7 separate regions of the Mus musculus genome follow, and regions 2, 3, 4, 5, 6 and 7 are each linked to region 1. A link is a contact called in public promoter capture Hi-C data. All regions are on one chromosome and are shown on one strand. Each heading gives the region's core, a stretch centred on a gene start, on an enhancer-like site or on the middle of the called end of the contact. The rest is flanking DNA. Distances are from core to core; before and after follow the strand shown.

Region 1 (3,465 bases), core at 697-3,196:
TCCCAGTTAAGTCTAAGTCTATAACCGTAGTCATTGGATCTGCTCTATTTTCTAGGGTCAGCTGCCGCTGCCTTCTCCTCCTCCTCCTCTTCCTCCTTTCCCTCCTTGTCCTCTTCCTTCTTCTTCTAAGTGTATGTGGGTGTTTTGCTTGCATGGATGTCTGTGCGCCACTTGTATGCAGTGCCTGAGGAAGCCTGAAGAGTGCATTAAATCCCCTAAAACCAGAGTTATAGATGGTTGTGAGCTGCCATGTGGGTGCTGGGAATCAAACTCAGGTCTTCTAGGATAGTCCTAGAATACAGATTCTTTTTTTTTTTTAAGACTTATTTATTATATGTAAGTACACTGTATCTGTCTTCAGACACCCCAGAGGAGGGCATCAGATCTCATTATGGACAGTTGTGAGCCACCATGTGGTTGCTGGGATTTGAACTCAGGACCTTTGGAAGAGCAGTCAGTGCTCTTAACCGCTGAGCCATCTCTCTAGCCCATTGTTTTACTTTTTATATTATCTTTTCATTGCCCATCCCTTCCATTTCCTTTCCTATAGAAAAGCTCCTTGAGGATATGGATTTTATATGTCTTACCATGAAACCATCAGCAACAGACAGTGCCCAATTCTGAAGTATAAACACGCATTGACGAATGGGCCAATCCAGGTTAATGTTTATGTAACGATAAGAAGAAGAAGCTCCAGTTTTAGTTCCAAGATTTGGGGACAGGCAATCGTGGCTCTCCTTTTCTCAGTTGGGGTGAGTGATATCTGTCTCTGTTGCAGTTTACTCCTTCATTTGTCAGAAACACATTATTGCATAGCTGCTCTATGACTGACACCATACTGGGTATAAGCCATGCAGCATGAACAATATGGAAATGAATAGCTATCTTAAACGAGTTTCAATTCCTGGGAGAGAGATGGCAGGGAGACAATTGTAAAGTGCTGTGCTCAGTTCTGTAGGTTCACAGTAGAACCATCTAACCCATTATGTGCATGAGATTAAAGAAGGCATTCTCTGATATGGGGATTACAGGCATTTCCAGCTCAGGCAGGAACCATTATATTAAGATCTCAGAGGTGGCAGGGTCCAGAACTGATATTAGCTGTCTTAAAGGAAAATAGCAGGTGGCAGACAGAGGAGCTTGGTAACTGAAGATGGCTCCTAAGATGGATCTGACTGAGAGGCTGTCAAAATCACCAGTGGCTTAAGACTGATGCTTCCCATTTCATAACGTGGATTCCCAGAGAAGCACAGCTAAGATGGAGACACTCACCCATCGCTTTAGGTGAAGTTCTCCCCAGCTGCCTGGAGAGACTGACTGTGAAAGACCCACTACAGCTATGGCCAGAAACCTTGTTAACCCTGACAGTTCCTCTGAGGGCCTCAACAAGCCAGAAGCTTCCTCCTCAGAAAGGCCCTTCAGAAATCTCAGCATTTTCTTTTTAGCTGAATTCGCCTCCCTTCTTTCCAGATTTCCCTCAGGCCCGCATCAGAAAGTAGATAACGATTACTTGTTGACAATGAATCACAGAAAAGTGTCGCCTAAAGAGAATGTCTCCTAAGCCCATACTCACCGAATGCCTACAGTCAAGGTGGGGAAAATAAGTAGAGCATCTGGGTCATTTTAGGCCTGACGAAGATTTCGGGTTATTTTATTATTATCATTTATTTATTTTTTAAGAAAACCCCTTTCACTGTTTAGAAGTGACCCTCCCTTTCTCTTTTGAATACGTGGCTCCTCTAAACTACAAGTCCCACAAGGCCCAGAGCCAACGGTCACCATCTTGACACACCTTAACGCGCATGTCGGCGGGAGAGAGAGCGTTTGGAGAGAAGAAGCCCCGCCTTACTCCAGCTCATTGGCCAAAGGCGCTAGCAGCGGGCTCAGCGGTTGGCTACCACGCCCGCCCGTCCACCGCGTCGGTCGGGGTCAGAGTGCGCGGAGGTGAGTCGGTGTGTTGTGGACTCGTGGTGCTGGCTGCCGCTGTTGAGGCTGCCTGGAACGGGCTGTGGGAAGCGGGCGGAGCTGGCCCTGCTTCTGCCTGGCCAGCGCCGCAGGCGGCGCGGGCCGTGCCCGCTGCCGTCAACTGCCCGGAGCGTCTGCTGAGGCCGAGGGAGACGCCGGGGCCTGCACCTGGAGAGAGCCTGCCGTGCTGGCCCGGAGGAGGGGGCGTTGCCATGGCGACAGCCTCTCCGGCAGCTGACGGGGGGCGGGGGCGGCCCTGGGAAGGAGGGCTGGTCTCCTGGCCCCCTGCCCCTCCCCTTACGCTTCCCTGGACCTGGATGGGCCCGAGCTGGGGGCAACACCCTGGGGTGGGTGAGATTGAGAGGGCCCCCAGCTTGGGCCCTGGTTAATGCATGCGGGGTGTGGGTCGTGGCGCGCACACTTAAGGAGCCTGGGATTCTGGCCTGGTGCTCACCCTGGATGTTAGAACTCTGGGCGAAGGGATAGCTGGGGAGGGCGGTGGGGGAGCTCGGCTTTGCGAGAGAGACTGGGTGAGTTGATGAAAGGGCCTGGTTTGAGATTTCTGGAGAAGGAGAGAGGTTTGACCAGATAAAGTAGAAGATTAAGGAATTATTTATAGACTACCCCCTCCGCATCTTGGCACAGGCACACATGCTAGCACTTTACTTCCTTGTAAGTCACAAGCTGTGGGTAATAATGGTGGACAGAGGTGGACAGAGTGGAGAAAGAGCCTTAACCCAGGTAGCTTTTTGTATGTCTTTATTGCAAGTGGTCCAGCAACAGGTGTCTTCTTAAAACAAAGAAAGCATGACTTGGGTTGAGTTCTTGTGAAATGTCAGCTGCTCGACGTTGGCCTGGAAGATGCTGGGTATGGGGCCCCTCATCTGGAGATACAGAGCTTGCCCCTCAGGCTGGATTTCGCAATGACTGGGGCCAATAATTGTCTCTGACCATTTTTGTGGCTTGCATTTGCTAGTGCATTTCATTGGTTTCCCAGCCCAAGGGCAGCAAAACATGAATCCCATTGGCCAAAGACTAAGCTATTTAACTGTAGTAGATTGTGATTGGCCGAATGATTTTTGACTGTAGAGTTTGTACCAGAAAACTGGCTTCATCAAATTCAGCTTTATTCTGACTTTATCATACACAGTATACCTTGTTTTAGTGGGCTCGGTCTTGGACCTTAAGTATATTATACTTGAATCGCCCACCATTTAAAAGCCAATTTATAACAGTGACTTGGAGTGTGACTCCACTAATGTATGCCTGTGATCTTGGTTAGAAACCCACTTGGCTGCCTGTCGGCAGGTGCTGCCTGGGGGAAGGGAGCTGCCGGGAAGTGATTGATAAGGTTTCCTTTATGGATTCTGTGGTGCTTCACTGGAGCTCAGAGCACTTTGGCAACTTAAGCACTCCAAATTAAAAGCTCATTAACAATTCCTGCCCAAAGATCCTGTAAATAATCAGCCAGTTAGGTCCTGGAGCTTGGCTAAGAGCTCT
Region 2 (3,465 bases), core at 302-2,801, 890 kb after region 1:
CTGTTCCAACTGAGGGAGCTTACTCGAGCGGAGTGACTGGTCATGTTTCGAAGTCGTTTCTGCTGCTGCACATCCCAGAGCTGCAGAGGAATGACCACAGGGTCACAGATGTAAGGTGGGCAAGCTCCCCCCTGAGCCCAGTGACCACAGAGCCACAATACAGGCAACCAGGCTCACCTGGACCTCAGCATTGCTGGTGCCTACAGCTAGGTAGTTGCCCTCCTTGATCCAGGCCACCGAGGATATGTAGTCTCCAGGCTGCTCCATTTGCAACAACTGCAGGATGTCACCAGAACCAGCGTTCCATAAGTACACACTGTTGTCCAGTGCCACAGCCAATACATTTCCAGAGCTCCAATCTACAAGATTCAGGTCTGCCAGGGGAAGGAAGAAAACATGAGGTCCTTTGTTGGACTGGTCCATTCCTAGGCCATCTTTCTCCATCCGCAAAGACAACAGTGCACTCACAGTAGTCATTCCGGATTTCGGGGGCATCAAGGATCCTGTCTGGCAGAGAAGGGATGTATCTGCAAGTCTTCCTGCTGGAGCCAGGCGTGGCTTTCTGACTGTACAGTACTTTCAGTCTGTTCTGGTAGCCTGTGGCAAGAGAGTGGGTCTAGACTTGGAAACTGATACCCATCCACATGTGGAAAAGCAGCCACATGTCTCCCCTTAGGAAGGACTGACACCAGCCTCGATGATGTCACTCACTCCTTACCTTCTGGGGCATTCTGAGGTTTGCCGCTGAGCCTGAGGATCTTGGCTTCCTCCACATCAAAACCGTTCAGGTTGAGAGACCAGGCTTTCTGATGCTCCTGAAATACACGGCAAGTGAGGGGAGGAAGACCGGTATCAGCCAGGGGACAGACACCTCAAGTCTCATGACCCCTGTGGAATCATACCTTTTTGGTGGGCGTCCCCCTGTCTTCCGGCTGGTTTTCCTTGCTTAAGAGGAAGCTGGCCACCTCCATTTGAGAAGCACTGCGTTGGGGGATAAAGCGGTCACCTCCAGGTTTGCTAGGGGTGGTCTGAACCTTGGAACTAGATTTGCCTGGGGGCAGGGAGAGAGAAGTCAGACAGCCTGACGAGGCTCCCGGAGGGAGCATGAAGACGGACTCTCAGCGATTCCAGCTCCCTCCACCCACTCACCAGGAGTTCGGCCCGGGGTCCGCCCGGCGCTGTGTGATCTGTTGGCGGCCCGCATGGGCGAGGGGGCTGGGCCTGTGGCTTCCTTTGCTTTGCGCTGCCAGCGCGCAACCGGGGCATTGGGGATGGGTGCGTCCAGTTGAAGCAGTGAGTGCAAATCGCTCTCGAACACGAACTGCGCCATGGCACCGCTACCGGGGCGAAAGGCGACCAAGCGCGATCCTCGCCGGGCTCCTGGGCTCCGCCTGCCACAGCTCGCAGCAGCCCGGTCCCTCTCCGTACTCAGCTCTCCCGAACACAAACCCCCAGCTCCTCGCAGCGCGTCAGTGCGCCTGCCGAACGCGTTCTTTTCCAGACAAGCTAAGGACACGCCGGACTGTTGTTCTTAAACTCTCCGCTGCTAGCGTTCATTGGCTCCTTCAAAACCCAACTGTCTTAACCGTCGCCCTTGCCGATTGGTCGCTACACTGAAGAGGGCCGGGTCTTCCGGGAGCAAATCTCACGAGAGTGCGACGACCAAGCATTTGGAAGGAAATCCCGAACCCATCTCTGGGAGCCTTCGTCCCTGCCCGAATCGGAGCCCGAATCGGAACACGGGGGCGGGTCCCGCACAGTTAGTCCTCGGGATCCGCTCTCTGCCGGCCATCTCTCTGGGTTGGGCCCGGCAGTTAGAGCATCTGGGAATCTTTGAAAGGTCACATCGAAGCCTGTGGGTGGTACTTAGGTCACACGTTCACACATACACACATTCTCTCTCTCTCTCTCTCTCTCTCTCTCTCTCTCTCTCTCTCTCTCTCTCTCTCTCTCTCTCTCACACACACACACACACACAGAGAGAGAGAGAGAGAGAGAGAGAGAGAGAGAGAGAGAGAGAGAGAGAGAGAGAAACTCAACCTCAACCCGGAGGACCCAGTTGGTTAGAGACGGTGGGGAGGTGGCAGTCTGAATGGGGAGGGCGCCTGAAACCCTGCTAGGAAGGAAGTATGCGGACCAGTGTGGGGTTCTGCAAACACAAAGTGAGAGGAAGGGGTGTGTGTGTCAAAACAATGATCAGAATTCCAGCCTTTCGTCGTGAAGATTAGGTTAGGCTGTTCTTGGGGACATCACATCCTGTGGAGGACTCCCGTGGGACTTAGGATTCTTCAGAGACCTAGAGATCTCCTTACCCCCGTTGCACATAATCTGCCAGAGCGACACCCATTTTGTTTGTTTCAGACAAGGGTCTCACTATGCAGTCCGGGCTGGCCTGGAATTCACCTTGTAGAAAAAACTGCCCTGGATCTCAGAGATGCGGTGGAATTTAAGGCGTGTGCCACCACGCTGGGCCAAGAACCTGGTTATGCTGATAGAAAAACCAAGGTGCAATACAAGAAATTAGCCCAAGGTCATAAAAAGAGGTTGGTAAGAATCCAGGTCTGGGGCCTGGAGAGATGCCTCAGTTAGAACTTCTTGCTCTTCCACGGGAAGAAAATTTGGTTTTGTCAGGCAGCGCACAACTACCTCTAACTCCAGCTCCAGGGCATCGATGCCCTCTTATGGAACCAGCATACAGATGGCACACAAACACACCCCTCCTCCCCGATAAAAATAAATTATTTTAAAGCGGAAAGGAGGTTAGAAAGATGATGGCTTAGCTGTTATCGCTAGATGCTCTTCCAGATTACCTAGGGTTCAGTTCCCGGCGCCCAATATAGGTATTCAAGATCTATTACTGTAGTCCCAGGGGATCCAGTGCCTTCCCTGGCCTCTGCCAGCATCAGGTGTGCATGAGGTATACAGACATAGATGTAGGCAAAACACATACACACTTTAAAAAAAAAAAAGTGGCCCTTTGATCTCTGCACCCACAGCGCACCTCTTCCTTCTGGTGACAATAAAAAACATTAAAAAAAAAAAAAAAAAGCGCCGGGCGTGGTGGCGCACGCCTTTAATCCCAGCACTTGGGAGGCAGAAGCAGGCGGATTTCTGAGTTCGAGGCCAGCCTGGTCTACAAAGTGAGTTCCAGGACAGCCAGGGCTACACAGAGAAACCCTGTCTCGAAAAAAAAAAATAAATAAATAAATAAATAAATAAATAAATGGCAGACTCTGAATTGGTCAGTCTAAATTCTTTTTTCAAAAAAAAAAAAAAAAAAAAAAAAAAAAAAAAAGCGCCAGGCAGTGGTGGAGCACACCTTTAATCCCAGGACTTGGGAGGCAGAGGTAGGTTGATCTCTGAGTTCGAGGCCAGCCTGGTCTACAAAGTGAGTTCCAGGACAGCCAGGGCTATACAGAGAAACCCTGTCTCGAAAAACCAAAAACAAAAAAAGGAAGGATCTAG
Region 3 (3,465 bases), core at 605-3,104, 860 kb before region 1:
ACCAACCTGGTCTCGAACTCAAGAGATTCCACTTGCCTCTGCCTCTCAAGAGCTAGAATTAAAGGCATGCATCAACAAGTCTGGCTAACTCTAGATCTTAACGTACATAACTAGTGTTTGTTAGCATAATACCTAAATTTGATGTGGTGGTAGGTGTTTTGTTCTGTTTTGTTTTTGAGACAAGTATCTCCTTTATTGTCTTGGCGACTCAGCCTCTCGAGTGATAAGATTATAGCCGTGCACCCGTAAACCTGGTCCATAGTACTTAGTTCTTACTGTGTAATAGAGATGTGAACTATCATTTCTGTTGTAACTTTTTCATCTCCCTCACTTAAAGCTCAGAACTGCTTTCAAGGCTATCTATTCAAACCAGGAAAACCAATTCCACTTAATTGCAGAGAGGATAAGCCTGTAGACTCAGATAAGCATTACTTCCTGGAAAGCTGTCCCTGACCTGAGTTTATTGATTAGTCCCTTTAACAGAGTTACCAGCTTTCATTTGTCCCTTGACTTGACCATTATGCCTAAACCTCTACGGCCTAATAAAATCTTCTAACTGTTGTGTTTCCATGTCTGCCCCATCCTTATAGCATGACTTTCTAGAGGGTAAAGTTTGGATTATATCCATCTCTGGGTTCCTAAATCACACAAAGCATGTGATATGAAATGGGAACTCTGAGCTTTGTATCTATCCGGCTTCCCCTCCCCTCCCCCAAGGTCTCTATGTTGTCCTTGCTGTCCTGGAACTTGCTATGTAGACCAGGATGGACTAAAAAACACAGAGGTTCTCTTGCCTCTACCTTCCCAGTGCTGGCCATCAAGCCTGACCCCTCTTTAACTCTCTTGACTTTTTTTTTTTTTTTTTTTTTGGAGGCAGGATTTCTCTGTGTAGCTCTGGCTTTCCTGGAACTCGCATTGAATTGAGACCAGGCTGGCCTCGAACTCAGAGCTCCATTAGTCTCTGCCTCTAGAGTGCTAAGAAGATGTGCCATCACTGCCTGGCTTGGAACAGTGACTTTTAACTCAGGAAATTGACCACAGAGCCCCAGTTTTTAAAACCACAAATCAGTTTAGTGACAGGCTGAGATTCAGAAAGATTTAAGAATAATGCAAGAAATGGGTGTGAAACAGAAAAGCAGTATCCAGTAATCAGAGACCAATGGAGGCTGCCCTCAGTGGTGAGGGTTAATGAGGACCAGACTAGAACAGGAGTTTTGTTTTTGTTCTTAACGATTTATTTCTTTTCATTTTCTGTGCATTGGTGTTTTGCTTGCATGTATGTGTGAGGGTGTTGGATCCTCTAGAACTGGATCTACACAGTTATGAGCTGCCATGTGGGTGCTGGAAATTGAGGCTGGGTCCTCTGGTAGTGCAGCCAGGGCTTATAACGGCTGAGCCAGCTTTTCCAGCCCTAGAATAGGTTTGTGAGGCTGGGGTGCGACTGAGAAATATTTGGGTGCACAGTTTCCCCTGAACGTGGTTTAATTTTAGACGTGGCCTTCCAAGAGCAGTAAAACAGACCCTTCTTCTAGTTTGGGTCTTGATTGCACAGCACACAGTGGTCCTGGGAATAAAGAGAGGCACGGATTACCCGGGTACCCCGATTAAACGAGGAAATGACTCAAAGGGCAGTGCTTTTCTACCTCTGGGAACAGCATCACTGAAAGTGTGAGCGTTTCCCCCTGGAGACCCCCTCCACTCCAGGCCCATCCAGGGAAAGCGCTGAGTCATCCCCCGTAGGCCGGCCAGGGTGGGGCGGGGCTCAGCCAGGTCCCCCTCTTCCCGCACCCCCGGCCCGTGAGAATCTCGCGAGAACTTTGTAGGCTATAAAAGCAGCTCCCCGCGCGCGCTGTCGGGCGACCTCTTCCTGCGTTCTCACGGCTCTTTCTGTTTGTGAGACCTGTGGCTCGACCCTGGTGAGTGTGCGGGTATCGCCGCTGAGAAACGCGGCTCGCGCCCATCACTGGTTCCTTCTCCCTCTGGCCGGTCCCGGCTCGTCCCGGGCGATCACGGGCTGAAGCGGCAGGGCGAGGCCTGGTCCCGCGAGTGCTGGAGCTCTACTCGCATTCTTCACGTGGCGCTTAGTTCCCGGACCTGTTGGAACCCTGAGGCTAACGTTCAGTTTCCTCCTCTCCCGCTCACCGATAGAGGGCGGAGATGGCTTGGTGGGACGAGTTTGTGCTGGAACTTACCGCGCGCACTGGGCTGTGTCGTTGTGTTTTCTGATGTGCTATAGTGGGTGATGGCGTGAGTGGTAGGAACGTAACCTCCAGCGAGCTTGGGGCGTGACCTTCTCCGGCGTTCTAGTCCGATTCCTACGGAGACTTCTCAGCGGCCGGAAGTCGCTTTTCCGGGATTGGTTGAGTTTGGAAATGCTGGGCCACGTTGCAAAGCAAGTTTGATTAAAAGATGGTTTATGTTAGGGGGCACACCAGATAGGTAGTTGCTATGCTGCAGGTGCAGCATGTCCCTGAAAAAAAACAGTTAAAAGTTTTTTAAAGTTTGCGATGAAAGATGCTTTTTTTCTTGGCGTTTCTTTTGGTTATTGGTATTATGAACCAAGAAATTTGGAACTTGGATTCCAACTTGCACTCATACTGAGAGGCGTAAATTTTCTTTTAGATTGTGGGTTTTTTTTTAATGTGTATGTCTACCTGTGTGGTAAACACCCCCCCCCCCCCGAGCTAGTTACAGGTGGTTGTGAACCCATCCTAAGTGGGTGGAGGAATCTGAACCAGGACTTTTCCGGAAAGGAGCAGTGTAGGCTCTTAAATTGTTGCGCCATCGCTGAAGCTCCTAATGTTGTACATCTTAACAATTTATTTGTCTTGGTGTTGACCTGGGTCGATAGTGCAGAAATCGGTTTCTTAGCAGTACATTGACTCTTTTTGTATTTTTCTTAGAGTATCTTGGAAATAGGTTGGCCTCTAATTTGGCTAGCCTTGAACTCCTGAATCTTAAGCTTCTACTTCCCAAGTGTTGAGATTACACATCCCAAGTTTTTTTCTTTTAAACATTTGTGTGTGTGAACCTTGTAGAAGTCGGCTTTCCATCCTTATGGGCATTCTGGAGATGGAACTACGGTCATCAGATAGCAATTACCTTAACCTGCGTAACCTCCCTCATACAGAAATTGAGACAAGTGTTCCCTCGGTTCAGTATCCTCCTCCCTCAGCATGCAGAGTGCTGGGATGATGCTCCACTGTCCCTGGGTTAAACCTAAAGAACGTTTTAAGACACGGTTACTAAATCTAGGTTGGCCTCAAACAAGTTATGCAGAGAAAACTTAAGCTTAAACAGAACACCTAAAGATCTGAAGCAATAAATGCCAGTGTCCTGGCATTGATGTGCTTGGGATTTTTGTGTCTGTTCCATTTCCTTCCCGTTTCTCCCTAATGAATATGCAGAATAAAATGCCATTGCAAAAACTGGCTTAGAAAGGGTGGGAGAGCTGACCTATTTAGA
Region 4 (3,465 bases), core at 505-3,004, 860 kb after region 1:
CAGAGTTTCTTCCTGCTTCTTTAAGACTAAAGACCAAATTATTCTCTTGAGCTTTTTCTAAACCATGTGCTTTCTTCCCACAAAATAACGTCGATACCTCTGCCTCCTAACTATCCGAAGCCTGCCAGCATGATAAACCTTAACCTCTGGCATAACTGCGAGCTGAGCCTTCTCTTTCCCAGTCTCAGCCCCATCACCCACCACTATGGTAAAAGCAGGCCCTTCAGTGTTAAAGGCACCTTGGGGCAAATACTGGCTCTGCATGTTTCTCCATTCCTGAACAGGGAAAGCAAGAATGACAATTTCCTGAGGATTCTACCTGTGTTAGATACTTAGAGAACTTAAACTTCCTGGATCCCACCCATTTGTGGAAGGAGGTTAAATGCCCCACTAAATGTGACACTTCACTTACGCCTCTGCAACACCTATTATAATCCAATGTTCATTTAGTCCCCACAGCTAAGGAGTCTCTGTTTTACCCTCTGCATCCACCCTAACCCTCAGCACAATTCTGGTTGCAGAACAGCACTTGCTTCTTCCTCTCTTTTGGGAGCCTAGCCTCTCTAAACATCACCCTTTCTTCTTGGTATTCTGTTTCTACCCTATTCACTCATAGGGTTTTCATGTGTGTAGTTTATCACATCCTCCCCATACACGGGTGTGTGTACTCATACATTATACATATATAAGATCACACCCGTGTCAGAGTGCACGTGTGCAGGTCAGAGGACAACTTGTAGCTGTAGAGCGAGCTCACCTACCTGGGAGTTCTAGCCCCAATACTAGCTGCACAACTATGCTTCTTTTAATAGTGGCACCTCAGTTTCCTGAAAAGAGGGATGATAATGGTGTTTGCCTTATAGGGTTGAAAGAACTGGTAACAGTAAAGAGCTCAGAATTGTGGCTGGCATACAGTAAGAATTCGACAAGTAGCCATTGCTATTTGTATCGTTACGCACATGCATCAACCTTCCCTCCTACAAGGCTATCCCTCTGGGGTCCTGGACACGCTAGCCAAATTTGGTACCTCCTCGGATCCGCTCGTTCAGTTGGAAGGAGTAGTCCTAAGGTATCTTTGCATGGCATGACACCTCACCTGCTCTGACTTCAGTTGTCTGCTCTGTACATGACAATAAATACTGCCAGATTCCCTGCTGGAGTCTGAATGTCAAAACATACATATAGGGTTCTTTGCATCTAGGGGGTGGGGGGTGGGGTGGGGGGGCGGGTGCCTCGTCTGCCTTTTCTGCCTTAACTTGTGATCCCCAAGCCACATCACAGAACAAATACTTTTATAAAGAAGGAAGCAGGGTCTGTCCTAAGTTAAGACTGGCCAGAGGGTTGTAGGGCTTTGCCAAGAGCACGAACGCTAGAGCGAAATCAACTCATGCTATTGATTGCATTCCAATAGATGAGATACAAAAAACCCCGCAAAGTCGGTCAGCTTCGGCGTGGCACAATGAAAATCCCAACTAATAACCAAAACACGAGTTTTTATCAGCATCACTATCGCTAACAAGTCTGTGGATGGGCGACGAAGATCAGGATGGCATCTGAGTAAACAAAACAGCAACGGCCTCCTTGAGGCTCCGGAGGGTGAAGGCTGCCACACGCCCGCCCTCGGGCCTCGGCCCCGCGCCCGCCCATCCCTCACCTCTGGCTCGGGGCGCTCCGAGGCCATCACACAGCCCTCCCGCGCCGGCCCGGGCCAGGGAGGTTGCTCCACTCCTGACCTCTGACCCGGCTAGTTCTGTACCGGGCAGGAACCGGAAGTTGTTGGGATGGTCCCGTTTTGAGTTTTCTGATTGGTGAGCGCAGCAAGCCGTGCGAGAAACCGGAAAGGGAAGTGGTTGCGCCCGCCGGGCCGCGGCAATGCAGGTGAGAAGCGGGTTGGGCCTTATAGCCGCTGGCGGGAGGGTGATTGGGCTGAGGACACCGGGGAGTTGGGGCTGTGAGCGGAGGGCAGAGGAAAGGCAGCGGAGCCAGAGAGAGCGAGGCCAGCTGCGGGAGGCGCGGGCATCGAGCCCGCTGATGTGAGAAGGTCGGAGGCCCGGGGAGGAAAGGCGGACTTGATTGAGCGTGGAAAAGGATCGTGGTGGCATTTGGGAAGGCTCGGGAAAGTAGTGGGCTGCCGCACGCCTCGATCTAGGCTGTTGGACACAGGCGTCATAAGGCTTCAGAAGGCTAAAGGGATCGTGGGCCTCCAAGGATGAAAACTAAGCTGTTTGTAATTCGAGGCTGTGGGTGGAACCCGGTGTCCAACCCCCTCAGTCACATAGTCAGGTTTGCAAATCAGCTTTGCATCATTCTTCCCGGCTTGTACCTCGTTGCTAAGGGCGGAGAAGTGGGGTAAATAGTCCTCAGATAGTCAAACGGAAACCCTCTGCCGCCTCAGCGTTTAAAATTGTCTAACACTCAGAAACAATGTGCAGGTTTCCTCGCCTTTGTCTTTCATTACTCTTTCATTACTCACTTGGCTTGTTGCATCTGATAAACCTACACTGTTTATGGGTCACCCGAATTATGAAAGAGACACGGGAATATTGGCACAAAGATGCACGTTGACTTTCCAAAGCACCAAATGCTATGGATAAACGGCCAGTTGGGGGACCGGGAAGGGGATTGCAGAGCTGGTATTCAGAGAAAACCTTACAGAGAGGCAACGTGTGAGATTGTCCAGATTGTGTGGTTGACAGTAGCTACACTCACAAGAGGATGACCAGAGGCACCCATGATATAATGAACTTCGGGAATTATTTAGGCTGTGTGTGCAGATAGCACCCCTGTTATCATGGCAAACCTTTCTGAGGTGAACTGAACTTCCTGAAAAAAACAAAACAAAACTGTGTCAATGCCAACACCACAGAGTGACACGAGGGATTCTCATCCACCCAAGGAAAGCAGCGCAGTGACAATAAGCAGTCGTGAGGTAGGCAGGCCACATCTATTTTCCAGAAGAGGAACTGACAAAGAAGAGTGTGCAGAAACCTGAGCACGTTCCTATTAACCCTACTGCAAATCTAAGAGAATGTTGTCTACTGGGAGAGGCAGTGTTTGAGAGCTGGGAGGAGGAGAGCATGGAATTAAAAAGGTGCAAGGCTAAGTGAGTTCGAAGCCAGTTTTGTTACAAAGACAAATCATGAGGTTTCAAGCCAAAGAGAATTAGGTCTGGTGCAATGACCTTCTTGAAGGACCACAGTGTAGGAGGGTTATAGAGGAATCAGTTAGTAGGAGGACTTCAGGCCAGGTGAACAGGTTGAAAGGTCTAAGGGTTGATGCTATCTGTAACCCAAATACCAAGATAGAAAACAATTTAGCTTTTCTGAATGTGTCACGCTCACTTGTATCTGAGTAACCAAACACACTGTTGATGCAGAGGGAGGAGAAGCAGCTTGAGGCATCATTAGATGCCCTGCTGAATCAAGTGGCCGATCTGAAGAATTCACTGGGGAGTTTCATTTACAA
Region 5 (3,465 bases), core at 572-3,071, 740 kb before region 1:
TCATCTCCCTAGGTGGAAGGGGAAGGACAACGATGCCCAGTCAGCACCCAGTCAGCACACTTAACCAGGTTTCCCACTGGGGAAGCACCGCCTCATTATCTAACCCCGCCCTGCCCCTTCCACAAAGGTCTTGTTTCTCGAGCCTTGTCACACACATGTCCCCCACCCCCCACCCCCCAGGCCTATGCAAGCAAGAAATAAACCACACGGGACTCGAACTCAAGGCCAGAGGAAGCTGGAGAGCTACCTTGTCATTGCCCTTATGGTAGGGGATACCCTGGGCGTACTGCCGGTTGAAGTTGAAGCCATGCTGTACCAGGAACTGCACAGACTTCGGTTCTATAACGTACTCCTCTATGCATAGCAGGGTGAGATTGAACACTTGAGCCAAGTAAGAATTTTCACCCTGAAAAACATGAGGATCTACTTTACCAAAAACTGGGAGGAAAAATTTCCACCATTAAGATCTCAACTCTCAGGCCCCATGCCTCCCTCAGACCTGGGATGAAGGTAATTCCTACCTTATCTGGTTGCTGCCTGAAGCAGGCGAGGCCCAGGGACAGGACAGAACGGGTCCTGGCAGCATGACACACGGCCTTGTAACGTTCCTCAATGCACCTTAGAGTTGGGTTTGGGCATGAGTTAGTTTCACAAAGAACCCAAACTACCAGGGCTGGCAGTCCCTAGCTTCTGGGTTGAGACCTACATATTTGTTAGAGCTGGGATCACAGGCAAGGCTTATACTTACTGGTTCAGCAAACTCTTCCTATCCCCGAGCCCACTCAGCTCCTATGGGTGGGTAAAGGAAGTGTGGTTATTTTCCACACCCATCACCAAACACTTCACAGCCACCTGCCCTCCCTTCCTCCCACTCCTCACCGTGTCCACAGCCACAAAGCTAGCTGTCTTTAAGGCTAGCAAGAGTGATGGCCATATCTCCTTGAAGTTGTCACTCTGCACGTCTACCACAGGAACCCGAACCACAAACTCCTCTGCAGGTTGTGTGTTTTTGTTGACACCACCTGGGGATAAGGGCGTTGATGGATTTAGATGGTTTCACAAGGTCCCTGTGGAGCAAACACCAAGCTAGATGTGGGCAAAGGGGTGCCCACTGACAAGCTTTCACTTAAAGATTTTACATCTACCAGCTCTAAACACAAGCTCTGAAATGGGCAGTGCCCTAAATTTGGAAAAAGGGCATCTGTGTCTTTTAGTGCCTTTATGTGGGACTGGGAAATCATTTCTTTTTTGCATCATGATCAGGAGAAAAGTGGACTAGATAACCTTTGAGGATTCTTTATCCTCCAGCCTGTAATCCCAGGACTAGGGAGCATTAGGCTGAAGGACCACGAGTTCAAGGCTAGCCTACAGAGCATGCTCCTATCTCAAACACAAACCGATCCCATAAAGCCACATATACATGATGCCTCAACAGCTACCGGAGTGCTCCAAAGTTAAACCCAAGCTCCACTTACTGTGGACGACTACGCACTCTGGTATTACCGACTGACAACCACCGGCTCCGTCCAAAACACACCACCCATCCCACCTCACTGCTCCACTCTACAACAGTTCGGGTTTTGCAGTTGCACGCGCTGCACACTGGGAGTTGTAGTCTAAGATAGCTGAGGCAAGAAGAACTACAGGCCTGTCTCCGAGCTACCGGGCCGAGGCTTTTCCCTCCCCAGGACCCCTTAGGCTTCTGTGGCCATCCCTGGGGAGCCGCTCACCGTCAGAGGGCGTTGGAACTGGAGGCACATCATCGTCACTGTCCGCGGCCATGACGCCCCTCGCCAGCCTTCTGGAGGTACGCAGAGACTTCCGCTTCGTCTCCAGAAGCGACACGGATCTAGGATGGGGCGGGGTCTCGGCGTCTGGGTCCCGTAGGGTCAACTTCCGTTCCGAGTGGTCGGGCGGGGTGCGGAGCGTGGGCCTTGCGCGCGCTGAGTGTCTATTGGCTGGACGGTCCTACTGACCGAAGCCACGCCCCCTTCGGGGTTTCTTGGGAGCGGCCGGTCGGAGACTGCGCAGGAGGTAATCTGTGCTTTCATTTGTGGTGGCGGGAACGTGGAATCTTAAAATTACAGCCGATCGTTTCACTTACACAAACTCAGGGTTGGCATGGGCAGCGCAGGCTTCTCGGCGCTGGGTTGGGGAAAGAATGCCTCCTGCGCTGAGCTAAAGCAAGCCTAGGAGTTCGGGAGAGAGGGGTGCACGGCCGAGTAAAGGGGTCCTGAGCATGGACACAAGTCCAGAAAGATAAGGAAGTGAGAGGGAAGCGTTCTACAGGACACAGGTAGATAAGTGGTAAAATGACCAGGAACGTTTTAAAGATAATTCACCCAAGTATTAATGTGCACTTGAGTTAAGGTTTTGGTAGGTCTTAATTTGACCTGTAGGTGGTAACAATGTCGGAATTCAGTCCCATCCTAGGAAGTGTTCTCTAGCTCCACCGACCTAGATTTCTCCTTATCTTAAAAGATAAAAGGCTTCAAACTTATCTTTAAAAATTCAGGCTGGGTGGGATGGTGCCTGACAATAATCTCATCCTTCAGGAGGCAGAGGCAGGCGGATCTCTGAGTTCAAGGCCAGCCTGGTGTACTGAGTGAGCTCCAGGGCTGCACAGAGAAACTCTCGTCTCTATAAAACAAAACAAAAAGCAATCTCCACACCTGGAGTGCTGGGTTATAGGTGTGCACAACCACTCTAGTTTGACTTTTTTTTTTTTTTTTTTTTTTGGTTTTTCGAGACAGGGTTTCTCTGTATAGTCCTGGCTGTCCTGGAACTCACTTTGTAGACCAGGCTGGCCTCAAACTCAGAAATCCACCTGCCTCTGCCTCCTGAGTGCTGGGATTAAAGGCGTGCGCCACCACGCCCGGCTAGTTTGACTTTTTAAAAAAGATTTGTAGTGGGCGATGGTGGCGCACGCCTTTAGCCCCAGCACTTTGGGAGGCAGAGGCAGGCGGATTAGGTGGGTTTCTGAGTTCGAGGCCAGCCTGGTCTACAAAGTGAGTTCCAGGACAGCCAGAACTACACAGAGAAACCCGTCTCCAAAAAACAAAAACAAAAAAGGTTTGTTACTATTTTTAATTCCGTGTATGATTTCTGCGTGGGTCCGTGTGTGTGAGTGCAGTCGGATCCCACCCTCCAACACAGATCTCACAGCCCTCTAATCCCCCTGGCCGTAGCCTAGGGCTGATATCACAGCTGGTTTATGAGCAGTCCAATATGGATGCTATGATCAAAACTCATGAGCCCCCACTGTGCAGCCACGTGGGATCCGGGATTGAACCCAGGACTTCATGTTCCCTAGACAGTCACTAACTGACCAACATCTCCACTCAAAAGTTGTGGGATTTTTTTTAACTTTTACTTTGTTTGTTTAATATATATGACTGCTTTCCTGTATATGTGCACAGGGTCCCTGTGTCCGTGTTTATTTGATATATATGAGTATTTTCTTGA
Region 6 (3,465 bases), core at 371-2,870, 630 kb after region 1:
CCTAAACCCAGTGTTGGTAATACAACAGATCGCCACAATCGCCACAACCAGAAAAAGACAATGCATGCTAAAAAGGAGCCAGTTTAGAAGCAAAACTGGTATGTCCTTCACTGGACCTCCTCACTCACAGCCCAGGAGTTCTGTTTCCTCAAAGCCACTGGCAGTCCTACTCACTATACAGGAGAAAGCTGCCTACAACCTGCCCACAACCTAGCATGGGTTTTGGGAAGCAGCATGGAGGCAAACTCCAGGGCATTAAACAGAAACCCTGTCATGGTAACTCTTGGGTTTCCATTCCACTCCAAGGGAGGGATTTCTGGCTAGGCATTTTTCATTAACTTTGCATAAAAGATATACTGTTATCCCTGCTTTACATACCAGGAAATGTATCCAAAGTGCCCCCTCTAAAGCATCTTCTACCACTTTCTGCTACCTCAGCTCTAATACTTACATGAACTAAGACTTCTCTGAAAGTGTGGAGGAACTTGAAGCCTATTCAATTTAGGAGACTTTTCCTTTTAAAAGGAAATTTTCAATATATTCTACTTTTGAAATTTTTACAAAAAGGTATCATAAATATCAGACTGGGGCTCCTCCCCTGGGCTTCAAAGGTGGTCACAATGTTGCTTCATCTGCCTCTAGCTCTGTTTATCTTTGTGTGTCCAGAAGCTAGAACAATGCTCGCCACAAAGTAGGCACTCAGTAACTGCTGAATAACTCATATCCTCTGCTCACTTTAGCGGATCATCCCATTACTTTAACTCTAGGGTTCCATTCCCGCGATCTATTCCCTTGGGGAAATCTGGTCTGGGGCACCTTCCCGTCCGCCTTCAGCAACAAAGCAAAGAGTACCGGGAGCTAAACCTTCGGCTCTAGAGTGAAAACTCTGAATACCGGTCTGATCTCTGTCACTTTTTAACACCTTGGCTGTGTGAATGGACTGGATGAGTCTCAGTTTCTCCACCTGCAAAATGGGGACCCCAAACCCCTGCCTTGATGGATCGTATGATTAACTTAGATGATGCAAGCGAGCCCTAAACGCTAGGCCCGGTAAGCACTCCATAAAGGCAGCTGTTGCTAACAGTGACCTGAAACTCCCGCACTCTCCGCCCCCGCAGCCACCCCCGCGGCATCCCTCCAAAGGCAGCCCGGTTCCCAGTGTCCCCACACACCACTTACAGACACTGCCCCTCCCGGCCCCACCGCCTAGGCGAGGGAGGCCCGGCCGCAGGAAGAAGAAAATAAGGCCCAGTGGGCCCGCCCCCCTCTCCCGACGCCCATTGGCCACTAGAGATTGGAAAGAACCAATCGCAAAACTTATTTTAGAAGCTCCTTTCTCTATTGCTCAAACCCCATGTCGATCACAGAGCACAGAAAGACCCACCTCACCACCCTCCCCCACTGGAGCTCACGGCCAAGGGTTTTGGCAGCATCAACCCCTTGGGGAATCCAAAACCCGATGGCTCTCACCTGGAGCCTAAAGCCCTAGCAGGGCTCAGGCCCGATTGCTGTTGTCGCCACTCGCCGATCCCACTGTCTTTCTTGAGGGCGAAAGACAGAGCTCCGCCTCCTTTAAAGTCTGACTCTGCGCAGCCTCACAGAGCCCATAGTCAACCAACCCAAGAATGGCTTTAGGTCCTCAGCTAACCAATGAACACTCACTACACCGACTCGGCGTCTGGAACTACGAGTCCGCTTAGCCTATGAGCGTCGTCTCGAGCTGTTGCCAGGAGAAAACGCTGAGCCTCCGGGGACTGGGGCCACTGAGCATCAGGGCTGGATCCAGAGTTAGCCTATCAGAGGCTGACTCAGATCTCCATAGTTAAGCTGGGTAGAAAGAAGCGAATACCCTGAAATGGGCTAGCCGGTTATGGGGAAGGGCGAGCAGGTGGTTATAGGATGTTTCTAGCGAAAGGATAAGCCTAATTTTCTTGGAGTAACTCCTTTGCCTAAGATATAAAGGCGATGGAAGACCTCCGGGAAAGTTTCTAAAGTCAAGGAGTTCAGAGAACGTGACCAGCATGTCCAAGTTTGCCCAGTACTCTCAGTTTGACTCTCTTCTCTAAGAAGCCCCTCGCCTGCTGGCAAGGCGGGTTAGGTAAAGATCTGCTCCAGGAGAAGGAGCCCTGGGGGGTCATTAGGACAGATCCTGAAGGAAGATATCCCTGAGGCTTTTTAAAAGCGGCTCCCCTTGAGCGAAAATTTGGGGTCATTAGCAGCTCTTGGAGCGAACAGGGTGATTCTAAGAATCATTAAAGGCACTTCAGGGGGCCGAACAGGATCCCTAGAAGTCATTAGGAGCAGTTCCTGAGAGGCTGTGAGCAGCCTTAAGGAGTTCCCAGATTGTCAAGGACGATGAAGAAAGAGAGGTTAACACCCTTATAAGTCAAATAAGGAGGAGAACTCACTAGGGCATAAAACATGAGCAAAATTCCCGATAGCACCGGGAAGAAGAGTTGTATTGTGTTTGAACTGCTTTCAAAACCAACCCTTCGGTACAGAGAGATGACTGAGAGGAAAGGCACAAGTCTTATGATCTGAGGTAAGCTGTTGAAGGAGAGAATCAATACAAGTTCACAAGATGTCCTCTGACTTTAGTGGATTGCAGTGTCACCGCCGCCACAAACACACTAAATAAATAGGTTAAAAAAAAAAAAAGTAAGCTGGGCGGTGGTGGCACATGCCTTTAATCCTAGCACTTGGGAGGCAGAGGCAGGCAGATTTCTGAGTTTGAGGCCAGCCTGGTCTACAAAGTGAGTTCCAGGACAGCCAGAGCTATACAGAGAAACCCGGTCTCAAAAAATACCAAAAAAAAAAAAAAAAAAAAGTTTTTAAACAACTTCTCGTCCATGCCTGGATTTTTCAAGGGGAACAAATTCAGGAGAGTTGAGATGGATGGCAAGAGTTTACCAATGTTAACTAAAAGGAGATACTTCATAGAATGCTATGGGTTAAATATCTAGGCACATATCTGATGAAAAGGGTGCTTTAAAAAAAATGAGAGGCCAGCCTGGAATAGGTAGTTCCAGGATAACCAGAGTTACATAGTAAGACTCTTTCTTAAGAGGGAGAGATGCAGCCGGGCATGGTGGTGCACGCCTTTAATCCCAGCACTCAGGAGGCAGAGGCAGGCAGATTTCTGAGTTTGAGGCCAGCCTGGTCTACAAAGTGAGTTCCAGGACAGCCAGGGCTATACAGAGAAACCCTGTCTCTATATATAAGAGGGAGAGATACAGAGATAGATATGTGGGCATCATGGCACAAGCCTACCAATCTTAGCCCTTGAGGGGTAGAGGCAAGAAAATCAGAAGTTCATAGCTGGGCATGGTGGCACGTCTTTAATTACAGATCTTGGGAGACAGAGACAGGTGGATCTCTGTGAGCTTGAGGCCACCCTGGTCTACATAAGGAGTTTCAGGACAGCCAGGGGTACATTTTAGAACTTGTCTCAAAACAAAACAAAAA
Region 7 (3,465 bases), core at 278-2,777, 580 kb after region 1:
TCTAGAGGCCACACCCTGAGTTTCTCATCTGTGTGTGCTTCACTTCCACATCCTACAGAGGTCCAGAGAACAATCTCCATAATTTAATTGTCCAAGTTCCCCTCAAGTCTACACCTTGCACAAAACATAACACGGATTCAGTAGGCGCTTGACTGTGTGAGCAAGCTCACTAGTCTCTAGGAACACACTTGCTTTGCTTCATCATTAATAACTTGTTAGGAGACACAGACATCAGATTAGCGAAATGGAGCAACCAACACCACTTTATATTTCAAAATGTCTGTTATTTTAGGAGACTATATGAAACTCCCATCTGGTCATAAGGTTTTACTCCAATTTTTAATCCTCCAATCTTTCTTCTTTTCCTTTCTTCAGTCTTTTGAGACTGGGTCTTGCTATGTGGCTCTTGTTGACACGGTTTTATTATTCTATGTAGCCCAGGCTGGCCTCTGAAGCAATCCTCCTGCTTCAGCTTCTGAGTGCTATTACAGGTGTGCACCTACTACCCCGGGATCCAATTCCTCTGAGTCTTTAATTGAAAGTTTAGGGACACAAGTGGAATTGTCATGATGTCTACTGTGCTACATGTCAGGAACCTAACTCTAACTCGTGGCTTTTCCTTCCTTCTCAGCCCATTATCTATAGTGCTAATAATTCAAAGGACCTCAGAGAAATGTGTTAAGCACTCTTTGCTTTCTGGGATAGCAGCCGGCTCCCTTCATCGGTCACTCCCTAGGTTAATTACAGTGACTCAGTTTTACCACCTCCCCGTACTCTAGAGAAACAGACAAAAATTAAATTTATTGAGGAATCATAAAAATGGGTGCTACTGTAAAAAGGAGTCTAAACACATCTGTGGGACATCCGCCTAACCAAATCTACCGTCCTCACTAAGCTTTTCTCTCGCAAACAAGACCACTGAGAAGACAATGAGGAAGCACTCCAGAAGAAAGGGTAGCGAGAAGACGTACTTTGATAAACTGACCCGGTCGCTCCGAGGAGGATCTGGCCCCGGGGAAGGCAGAGATGACAACCGCTACTCTTGGTGACTCCCGCTAGGCTTTCCCCGGACTTTCTTGCGCTTGTCCCACAGCGGGTCCCGGGTGACCGTGACCCTCCTTTGCGCTCAGACTCGCGCGCCTGGGACACTGCACACAGGTGACCTCGGCGCGCTCGGCCCGGCTCGCGCGGCCCTCTGGCAGGCCTGGCCCCCACCCGGGCCCGGGCTTTGGTCCCCAGCGCGGCTCGGGCCGGTCTGGCCGGGGGAGGGGCGCGGCGGCCGAGAGCTGCTTCGGGGACGCAGGGCAGGCCTTACCGCAGCAGAGAGGGAGGCCGGGGGCGGGTGGCGCCAGGGCGCACGCAGAGCGCGGAGGCAATTGCAGCGCGAATAGCGGGGACAGCCGAGGGGACCCCAGAGGGAGCCCAGGACGCGGCAAGCTGCACGGGCGCCGCCATGGTGGGGACGCAGCGGCGGGACCACCAATCCTGCGGTCCGCCTCGGCGGCCGCGCCGGGGGTCGGGCATCAGCAGCCAATGGGAGCACCGGAACCGGGCGGGGCGCCAGGCAGGCCAATGCGAGGCTTCGCCGCAGGGTTGGGCGGGCCCGGACCCCGGAGACCCAATGGAAGCCAGAGGCCGAATCCATCCCCTCCCCATCCCCGGGCTATAGCTGGGGCTTGGGAGGAGCGCTGCGTGGAGCTGCGGTGCGTGGGGCTGCCCGGCTGCGGTCAGGTTTCCTCTGCTTCCCAGAGGAAGTCTTCTGTCCCTACTTCACCACTCTGCTGTCAGCCCCTGACGCTGGTGGTAACCTCTAGAACGCCTTCTGAAGCCCTATCCAATCCCGTGAGGGTAAGAGGCCTGCTAAGTTCAGGCGTGACCTCGAAGAAAGGTCGCAGATAGGCCACAAAGCCACCCCACATACCCAGTTCAGGAGGTCGCGCCCTCATTCTGCAGCGGAGTGCATTATCCTAAGGCAGAATTTAATACAGAATTTTCCCAAAGAGGAGGTGGGGACATAACTTGGCACTCTCAGATGCCAATCTTATACAAGGTATACAAGACATAAGTTTCTGCTTTGGCAAAAAGCTGAAGTGCAGTCTTTGGCTGTGGTGGGTCATGAACCCAGACTAGACTACACTGGCCAGGAAGTGCCTAAGGCAGACCCAACTTTGAAGTTGAGCAAGTTTAAAGCCCCAGGCCATCCCCAGCACCAGAAAAAAAAAAAAAAACAAAAACAAAACCACAGGCCAGTTTTATGAGACTTGGGAAAGTCCCATAGCTTTTTATGAACTGGGAATTTTCTTATAATAGGCCAAAAATATTTTTGAATGGTTGACTTAACTAATCATGGTAGTGGTGGTACGTACTTAACTACTCTCTAAACTGAAGCAGGATTAAACATTCAACAACTTTGTGGGTCTCAGTATCTTTGGGTTTTGTTTTGGTTTATTTTGTTTTTGTTTTAGTGTCTGCATGAATGTATGTCCCAGTGCCTGTGTATCCCAGAAGGCCTCATAGCCCCTGGAACTAGAGTTACAGACAGTTGCAAGCCACCAAGTGGACAGTGACAACTGAACCTGGGTTCCCCAGAAAAGTATTCTTAAGGGCTAAACTATCTCTCCATCCCACAGTGGGCTCTTCTTAGGGACAAAAAAGTAGAGAGGGCTGTCGGGTATAGCTTGGCAGTAGTACGTTTGCCTCAAACATTCAAAGGCTTGAATTCAATCCTCAACTCCCATAGAGCTGGGATTACACCAGGCACGAGATTATCCGGTCCTTTAGCAAGGCTGAGGTAATGAGACTCATGGGGAGGAACTACGGGTGCCTGAGGAAGTTAAGTTTTCCTCTCTTCCACGAACGCTCAGCCCCAGCCATTTTCCCCTGAAAATCCCCGAGTGAAGAACAGAGGGGCAACCTTCTTTCCTTGGCTCCAAGGATTTAGCTGTGAAAAAACATCTGTGAAACTCTTCTCTCTTTCCCCAGAGCCAATACTAAGTAGCAGCTCCCAGGCTACAGGGGTACCGAGCACATCATCTAGCACCGGGGCACAAAGCTCAGGCCAGCTGGAATACGGAGGCTGTGCAGAAAGGAGCCTCGCACCAGCTCAGGATCACCTCTTCTTGTCAAAGACTGGGTCTTCCTCCAGGGAAGCAATCAGCAACGACAAGCACTGCAGAGGGCAGCTTCTGCAATCCATGGGGAGATCAAGGGTCTCTTGCTATTCAAGCACCTACAGCATACTCTCCTGGTTCCACAAGGATGGAATCCTGATGCAGGAAGTGATCTGTATATCAGGATGCTGATGACATCAAAAGGGGTTTAAGTGAAACCTCTCTTGAGAAGACCGTAGTCCAATCCTTCCCGTTAACTCCTCCAGGAAAGCAAAAGGAGGTACAGAGAGCCACAATGCCCTGGATGCTCAACGGGCCACAGCACCCACCTCCGTGAACGGTGCCCACCTCAGCG

Evidence for each region. Promoter capture Hi-C pulls out the DNA fragments that hold promoters and counts their contacts. Capture Hi-C pulls out chosen DNA fragments and counts their contacts.
Region 2: a contact with region 1 is called in a promoter capture Hi-C map of adipose tissue, with 2.8 times the contacts expected there. The contact joins the promoter of Cdc20 here to the promoter of Eri3 in region 1. A contact is called at or near these places in 1 of 39 promoter capture datasets (pre-B cells), 4 of 484 Hi-C or Micro-C datasets (CD4 T cells, CD8 T cells, natural killer cells and 1 more), 2 of 115 datasets of contacts at active chromatin or transcription factors (large pre-B cells and memory CD8 T cells) and 2 of 9 other capture datasets (adipose tissue and liver).
Region 3: a contact with region 1 is called in a promoter capture Hi-C map of pre-B cells, with 2.0 times the contacts expected there. The contact joins the promoter of Prdx1 here to the promoter of Eri3 in region 1. A contact is called at or near these places in 1 of 39 promoter capture datasets (pre-B cells), 1 of 115 datasets of contacts at active chromatin or transcription factors (memory CD8 T cells) and 1 of 9 other capture datasets (pancreatic islet).
Region 4: a contact with region 1 is called in a promoter capture Hi-C map of pre-B cells, with 2.4 times the contacts expected there. The contact joins the promoter of Szt2 here to the promoter of Eri3 in region 1. A contact is called at or near these places in 3 of 39 promoter capture datasets (erythroid cells, liver and pre-B cells), 1 of 115 datasets of contacts at active chromatin or transcription factors (large pre-B cells) and 2 of 9 other capture datasets (adipose tissue and liver).
Region 5: a contact with region 1 is called in a promoter capture Hi-C map of pre-B cells, with 2.7 times the contacts expected there. The contact joins the promoter of Toe1 here to the promoter of Eri3 in region 1. A contact is called at or near these places in 2 of 39 promoter capture datasets (liver and pre-B cells), 2 of 484 Hi-C or Micro-C datasets (CD4 T cells and regulatory T cells), 1 of 115 datasets of contacts at active chromatin or transcription factors (bone marrow-derived macrophages) and 2 of 9 other capture datasets (adipose tissue and liver).
Region 6: a contact with region 1 is called in a promoter capture Hi-C map of pre-B cells, with 2.3 times the contacts expected there. The contact joins the promoter of Kdm4a here to the promoter of Eri3 in region 1. A contact is called at or near these places in 1 of 39 promoter capture datasets (pre-B cells), 3 of 484 Hi-C or Micro-C datasets (CD4 T cells, Th1 cells and muscle stem cells), 3 of 115 datasets of contacts at active chromatin or transcription factors (bone marrow-derived macrophages, large pre-B cells and memory CD8 T cells) and 2 of 9 other capture datasets (adipose tissue and liver).
Region 7: a contact with region 1 is called in a promoter capture Hi-C map of fetal liver, with 2.5 times the contacts expected there. The contact joins the promoter of St3gal3 here to the promoter of Eri3 in region 1. A contact is called at or near these places in 4 of 39 promoter capture datasets (the C10 cell line, fetal liver, liver and 1 more) and 1 of 115 datasets of contacts at active chromatin or transcription factors (large pre-B cells).

The regions. Positions count from the first base shown.
Region 1 is chr4:117,548,419-117,551,883 of GRCm38.p6, forward strand. Eri3 (exoribonuclease 3) reads left to right here and starts at 1,947. Exons shown (of 9, transcript NM_080469.4): 1 at 1,947-2,312. The coding sequence starts at 2,178.
Region 2 is chr4:118,435,792-118,439,256 of GRCm38.p6, forward strand. It overlaps Cdc20 (cell division cycle 20), which reads right to left and starts at 1,552. Exons shown (of 10, transcript NM_023223.2): 1 at 1,150-1,552; 2 at 903-1,051; 3 at 719-815; 4 at 469-597; 5 at 178-374; 6 at 1-80. The coding sequence starts at 1,330.
Region 3 is chr4:116,683,745-116,687,209 of GRCm38.p6, forward strand. Prdx1 (peroxiredoxin 1) reads left to right here and starts at 1,855. Exons shown (of 6, transcript NM_011034.4): 1 at 1,855-1,916. It overlaps AV051173 (expressed sequence AV051173), which reads right to left and starts at 2,278. Exons shown (of 3, transcript NR_040442.1): 1 at 2,193-2,278; 2 at 1,901-2,094; 3 at 1,218-1,564.
Region 4 is chr4:118,407,509-118,410,973 of GRCm38.p6, forward strand. Szt2 (SZT2 subunit of KICSTOR complex) reads right to left here and starts at 1,755. Exons shown (of 72, transcript NM_198170.4): 1 at 1,655-1,755. The coding sequence starts at 1,681. It overlaps Med8 (mediator complex subunit 8), which reads left to right and starts at 1,829. Exons shown (of 7, transcript NM_020000.3): 1 at 1,829-1,878; 2 at 3,377-3,465. The coding sequence starts at 1,873.
Region 5 is chr4:116,805,738-116,809,202 of GRCm38.p6, forward strand. Toe1 (target of EGR1, member 1 (nuclear)) reads right to left here and starts at 1,822. Exons shown (of 8, transcript NM_026654.2): 1 at 1,731-1,822; 2 at 880-1,022; 3 at 749-789; 4 at 522-618; 5 at 248-406; 6 at 1-8. The coding sequence starts at 1,782. It overlaps Mutyh (mutY DNA glycosylase), which reads left to right and starts at 1,997. Exons shown (of 16, transcript NM_133250.2): 1 at 1,997-2,034.
Region 6 is chr4:118,178,423-118,181,887 of GRCm38.p6, forward strand. Kdm4a (lysine (K)-specific demethylase 4A) reads right to left here and starts at 1,621. Exons shown (of 22, transcript NM_001161823.1): 1 at 1,471-1,621.
Region 7 is chr4:118,133,419-118,136,883 of GRCm38.p6, forward strand. It overlaps St3gal3 (ST3 beta-galactoside alpha-2,3-sialyltransferase 3), which reads right to left and starts at 1,528. Exons shown (of 12, transcript NM_009176.5): 1 at 972-1,528.